Linked DNA regions of Rattus norvegicus: region 2 is linked to region 1. A link is a contact called in public Hi-C data. All regions are on one chromosome and are shown on one strand. Each heading gives the region's core, a stretch centred on a gene start, on an enhancer-like site or on the middle of the called end of the contact. The rest is flanking DNA. Distances are from core to core; before and after follow the strand shown. Region 1 overlaps Eya3 (EYA transcriptional coactivator and phosphatase 3). Region 2 has its middle 14 kb from the start of Swi5l1.

The links. A called contact is a pair of places that touch in the nucleus more often than the background predicts.
Region 2: a Hi-C map of Schwann cells shows a contact between it and region 1, with 10 times the contacts expected there. The contact joins two enhancer-like sites. A contact is called at or near these places in 11 of 12 Hi-C or Micro-C datasets (the A7r5 cell line, the Rat2 cell line, Schwann cells and 6 more) and 1 of 1 datasets of contacts at active chromatin or transcription factors (oligodendrocytes).

What each region holds. Positions count from the first base shown.
Region 1 is chr5:150,212,865-150,215,901 of GRCr8, reverse strand. Eya3 (EYA transcriptional coactivator and phosphatase 3) reads right to left here. Exons shown (of 18, transcript NM_001415864.1): 18 at 1-900. The coding sequence ends at 820. Among named protein-coding and RNA genes, the nearest start is that of Xkr8, 15 kb to the left of the region's middle. Within about 2 kb of position 1,516, at least 24 of the 93 cell types and tissues checked have an H3K27ac peak or open chromatin away from gene starts, as enhancers often do.
Region 2 is chr5:150,310,780-150,313,816 of GRCr8, reverse strand. No RefSeq gene overlaps it. Among named protein-coding and RNA genes, the nearest start is that of Swi5l1, 14 kb to the right of the region's middle. Within about 2 kb of position 1,551, at least 18 of the 93 cell types and tissues checked have an H3K27ac peak or open chromatin away from gene starts, as enhancers often do.

The sequences.
Region 1 (3,037 bases), core at 267-2,766:
GAATTCCTAAGAAGTCCAAGCCCCTTCTCTCCAGTTTGCAGGGTAGCTTCCTGGGACAGAGCTTCTGAATTACAAGCTAAAGGCTTAGATTTATTGTCTGTGGAAGTTGTTTCCAGGGTTGTGCCATTTGCTTACAGGTGAAGTAGGATTGCCAAGGAGACCGAGGCTTACAAGATGGGAGATGCCAAAGTCTAAAGTAAGTGACCAGGGCCCTGTAGATGGCAAGGAGCCTCGCTAGAGAGCAGAGCACTGGAGCCTCGGTCCTGTCCAGAAGAGGTCCTGTCACGGAGGTATTTTAGATATTTCCATTACTACTGTCACGGAAACTTTACACACTGCTTTCTTCATAGAGAAGTGGGGAAGGCTGCTTGAGAGACCAGACCCTCACCTATAAAAACAACATACCCATCACTGGGAGACAGTCTACACTAAGAGAACAGAAGATCTCAAGGGGACGCACGTTCCATCCCCACGCTCAGGAGCAGCTCCCAGTCTGTCCGTGTGAGCACAGCTGTGCCCTGAGCATCAGCTTTCCTTGTTCTTCCTTTCCCAAAGGAAACTGAAAAATTAAAGCACAGTGGCTGCAGCCGGTCTGCAGCTTTATCCAGGCGCCTCCTGCTGTACAGTGGACGTGGGCTGCAGCTGTTGGTTCTGATTGTGTGCTCGCCAGCATTCCATGGAGAGAGAGCAGGAGAGGGGGAGGGGCGCTGAGACATGGAGAGACAGACAGGAGAGAAGGGGCTCAGAGGGTTCTGGCTTCTGGCTCCTGTCGGAGGTAAAAAGAAGCTCACAAGGAAGGAAGGTCCCACATTCCAGTTCTTAGAGGAAGTCGAGCTCTAAAGCCTGGTGCAGGGACACCAGATCTCCATGGTTTGTGATCCTCCAGAAGGGCATGTTGTGCTGGAAGGGAAGGAAGGAGGGCTCGTTAGCTCAGCATCTGGGACTCCGCTTACACCCCTCTTCCACAGACATCTTGAGGTTCTCGGAAACCCTCTGATGTTGCCTATCTCACAGGACTGAAGGATCAAGTCATGTGTGATAACGCTGTACAACATGGGCCACCATACTGACATGAGGAAGTTTTAGGAGATTTCAATGCTACCTGTACTTTTATAAGATACTTGTTCCAGGTTTTAAGGATCAAGGATCAGGATCAAATAAAATGGTTCAGATTAAAAAAAATTACTACTTCTGAATGTGGTGTGAACACCTGTGATCCCAACACTTGGGAGGCTGAGGCAGGAGGATTATAAGATTGAGGCCAGGCTGAGTAACAAGAGATCCTGTTACAACTACTAGGCTGGGGAAGAAGCTGACACTAAGGTAAGTCTCACTACCTTGTGAGGGCCAATCTCCTGTCAGCCTTAGCTCTAGCAGGCTCAAACCTGCCCATGCCCAGATGGAGGCTGTGCAGATGGCAGGCCATCAGACTGGTGCCAAGAACACCATGTACAGTGCTGGAAGGGACTGAGTGCCTGAATCCATGTTCTGTGAGGTGTAAACTGTTCCCTGTGCAGCAGCCAGATCAGGGAATGAATGGACGGAAGAACAGTGACAGTCTGGCTGACCCCATGGGCAGGCCACTTCAGATTAGTCCCCTCATCCTTGGGGTACATTCAGGCAAGGATTGGTTTTCTTTCATAAAGGCTGGCAGAAAGGTTCCTGACAGAAAGTAGGTTAAGTTGCATAAAGCACTTAGATTTTTGGGGAAAGGGGGCACACAAGACAGGATTTCTCTGAATAACCCTGGCTGTCTTGAACTCACAGAGATCCGCCTGTACTCAGACATTTTTAATGAATATAGTGTTTTTATCCTCAGTGCTGAGGACTTGGCTACGGGGACTCACATACACCCTGGGTTTCTGAACTTTCTAGCAGATTGCAGACATTAGCTTAGGGGTGAACTCCTGAAGCTCAAGTTCTTTCTCATCTCTAGACTGAGAAGCCACTGATCTTTCCCCACGGTGAGACTAAGCAGTGCAGGAGAGTCAAAGCTCCAGTGACTAACACGGAAAAGCAAACTTCTCAAATTGCTCTATTAAGTGACAAATGAAACTTTATCAAATAGTGGTGCCAACCGTGTCAATCGTATCCTCACTAGCAGCTGCTGTGGCTTCTATGAACTGGGTGACATCAGTCACAGCTGGTAAGTCACGGCACTAATCTGAAACTAAAGCAATAAAGGCCAAGGAGAGAACTTCAGATGCCCACACAGCAGACGAGCAAACAGACTTCATGGTACAAACTGATGTCACCTGACTGGAGACAGGGCCTTTTTTATGTCGATGAAGCCAATCAAAGCCTGGGCCCAATTTCCCCTTCCACCCAAGTAGACACAGCTGGGCACACACAACCATGCTTGGCCTCATCTACAGGACGCTAGGTTCCATAGCCCAAACTCATCTACAGTTTCTGTGTGAAGGAAGGGTGACCAAGGCTTGGCCTGCACAGTGACAGAAGACTATGTGAACAAACCTTCAGGGCTTTCAAAAGCAACCATGATTTTTTTGACAATAATGTTTTGTTTTGGGGCTGGAGAGATGGCTCAGAGGTTAAGAGCACTGTCTGTTCTTCCAGAGGTCCTGAGTTCAATTCCCAGCAACCACATGGTGGCTCACAACCACCTATGATCTGGTGCCCTCTTCTGGCCTGTAGTTGCATACATGTAGGCAGAAAACTGTATGATGTGTACATAATAAATAAGTTTAAAAAAAAATGTTTTGTTTTTCTTTCTCTCTCTCCCAACTTTTTTTTTTTTAAAGATTTATTTATTTTAGTTACATGAGTACACTGTAGCTGTCTGCAGACACACCAGAAGAGGGCATCGGATCTCATTACAGATGGTTGTGAGCCACCATGTAGTTGCTAGGATTTGAACTCAGGACTTCTGGAAGAGCAGTCAGTGCTCTTAACCGCTGAGCCATCTCTCCAGCCCCTCCCTCCCAACTTTCAAGAACAGAGCCAATGCCTGAAAAGGCCAGAATAGTTTGCCTGTCTGCAGTTAGTCTGCTCCCCTCAGATGAAGACGAGGTCCACA
Region 2 (3,037 bases), core at 302-2,801, 98 kb before region 1:
ATCGAAGGGGGACACGGCAATGGAATGGTCAGTCGCTGGAAGAGAACACAAGCTTTGCTGGAGAATTGAGAAGTACTTAAAGGATCTCTCCTCATGCTAGTTAAAAATTTCAGCTGGGGGGTTGGGGATTTAGCTCAGTTGTAGAGCGCTTGCCTAGGAAGCACAAGGCCCTGGGTTCGGTCCCCAGCTCTGGAAAAAAAAAATTTTCACCTGGGGGCTGGAGAGATGGCTCAGCAGTTAAGAGCACTGGCTGCTCTTCCAGAGGTCCTGAGTTCAATTCCCAGCAACCACATGGTGGCTCACAACCATCTGTAATGAGATCTGATGCCCTCTTCTGGTGTATCTGAAGACAGCCACAGTGTACTCATATACACAAAATAATTCTGGAAAAGAAGAGGAAATAGTTTTTTTAAAAAAAATTTTTTTTCAGCTGGATGTGGTGTTAAACACCTGTAATTTCAACATGGGGGTCTGAGTTGGGAGGATTTCAAGTTCCAGGGGCTACTTTAGCAAGACTGCCTCAAAAAGGGGGTGGGTCACTCAGTGGCTAAGGCACTGCTTCCCAAGCCTGGTGGAGGGAGTTCAATCCCTGAAATGGACTGCACACAGCTGTCCTCTGACCTCCAATTGCATACAGTGCTGTAAACATTTGGGCACACGTGTATGAGCATGCATACATACAAACATACATGCATGCATGCATACGTACGTACATACATATATACATACATACATACATACATACATACATACATACATACATACATACATACATAGGTCAGGCTTGGGAAGCAGAGCAGATCTGTAAGGAGTTCAAGGCCAGCCTGATCTACATATGTTCCCCAAGGCTAGAGACATCCTGTCTCTGTCTGTCTCTCTGTCTTTGTCCCTCCATGCCCCCCTTGGTTTTCAAGACAGGGATTCTCTGTAGTCCTAGCTGGCCTCAAACTCAGAGAGTTGCCTGCCTCTGCCTCCCAAGTGCTGGGATTAAAGACAAGCACCACTACTGCCCAGCTCAAAAAAAATTTCCTAAACAGTACAAAAGACATAGTCAGATATTTTGGAAGATCCAGAAAACGATGTACACATGTCACCTCACCCACTAGGGGAGAGCTTCCTTGGGGAGATTTCAGGTGGGACAGTGACTAATTATGCAAGGACACCCTGGAAACAGGTGAGTAAGGCTGGCCCTGGCCTCTGGGAGTCTCTCCCAAGTAAGGGGCAGGCAGATGTTCTAGGTCCTCCCATGTCTGTCTGTCTAGCAAATTTAGATATAAATCCAAATATTGAGAAAAATGAAAGAGAATATTTCATTTTCTTATTGGCAGAGCAGGAGGGAACAAAATAGAGAAAGTTGTGGACTCTTCCAAGGAGTGTGAAACTTACTGTCACCAAGAAATGGAGGAGAGGCCACTTCACTCTGCAGAAGCAATGATAGGACACAGTGAATGTGAGCCCTGGCATGTGATGGGTGGGAAGGTCTAGTGTCCTGTGTCCTAAAGAGAGCAGGCTAGGCTGGGTGCAGTTCCAGCTGTTACCAGCAGGTGGGGCTCTGTGTTTACCATTGGAGCCACTCGGCAAGCATCCAGGTTCCTAAGGCAAGTGCTAGGCAAGGACGTTGGAAGAAAGGGAAGGGAAGGACTCACTGTTGAGCGCGCTGCAGAGCATTCTCTGTGTGTTGTCCCCAGGAGCCCCCAAGGGAGGACAGAAGTGTCTCCACTTTACTAATGGATCACTCAAGGTTTAGTGCCCACAACTCAAGGAGATCCATAACACAGCACAGGCAGTTTCTGGCTGCCGCCGCCGCCATTTGTATTCCTAGGACAGGAGAGAGTCTAGGATTTTCGTTCCCTTCCTTATTTTTAAAAAAGATTAGAGTGTTCATTATGCGTATGGTGGAGAGTGTTGTGTGCACAAGTGCAGTACCTGCAGAATCCAGAAGAGGGCAGTAGATTCCTTAGAGCTGGAGTTGCAGGTGTTTGGAAGAACAGGAGTGCTCTTGACTGCCGAGCCGATCTCTCCAGCCCCCTTTCTGATTTTTTTTTTTTAATCTCTCTTACCCATTGCCTACCTATCTGTCTCCACCTCTGGGCTTTTTGGTGGTGGGTGAAGCTTTCAAGTACTGAATCCATACTTGGAGCAGGGTGTGGGTTTGGGATGCTCTCCCCTGGGTTAAGGGTACTGCCAGGAAAGGCAGGTGAGATGTTTAAAATGGCCATCAAAAGAGACTCTCCAGGTTCTCCTTGCCACACCCTGCCTGCTGCTGCAGCTTCGTGGAGGCTGTCTGCTCACCTGCTGTCATTGCCCTGCAGTGCTGACATCCACACCTGCCTCTTTTCCGGTTCATTCACAGCAGCATTCTGTGGGGACCTGGGACTGTAGCTTAGTTGCTGGAGAGGTTGTTAGGATGTATGAGGCTCCATCTCCCAGTGCCACATACACTGGGTGTGGTAGCACATACCTTATTGTTTTTAAAGATGTATCTATGTCCATGAGTGCTCTATTTGCATGTATGCCTACATGGTAGAGAAGGACATCGAATCCCATTCTAGGTGGTTGTGAGCCACCATGTGGGTGCTGGGAATTGAACTCAGGACCTCTAGAAGAGCAGTCAGTGCTCTTAACCACTGAGCCATCTCTCCAGCCCTGGCAGCACATACCTTTAATGATAGATTTTTGGGGGCTGGGGATTTAGCTCAGTGGTAGAGTGCTTACCTAGGAAGTGCAAGGCCCTGGGTTCGGTCCCCAGCTCCGAAAAAAAGAACCAAAAAAAAAAAAAATAGTTTGGTAGTTACCCGTACCTGCACATTCCCACTCCTGGCAGATCCGTGGGAGCCTTGCGTTCTGGCCGTCTCTCTGCCAGCTGTTTTCTCACACTGTCCCCTTGGCAGGTTTTTACCACACCTGACACATACATCCATTCTGAGGGCCGTTCTAGCATGGCGCCATGCCACACTAGCCCCAGGCATTCTAAAGCCACCCTCTCCAGGCTGTATCAAAGTTCTAATTGTAATTTATCAATAAGATAAAAAAGAAC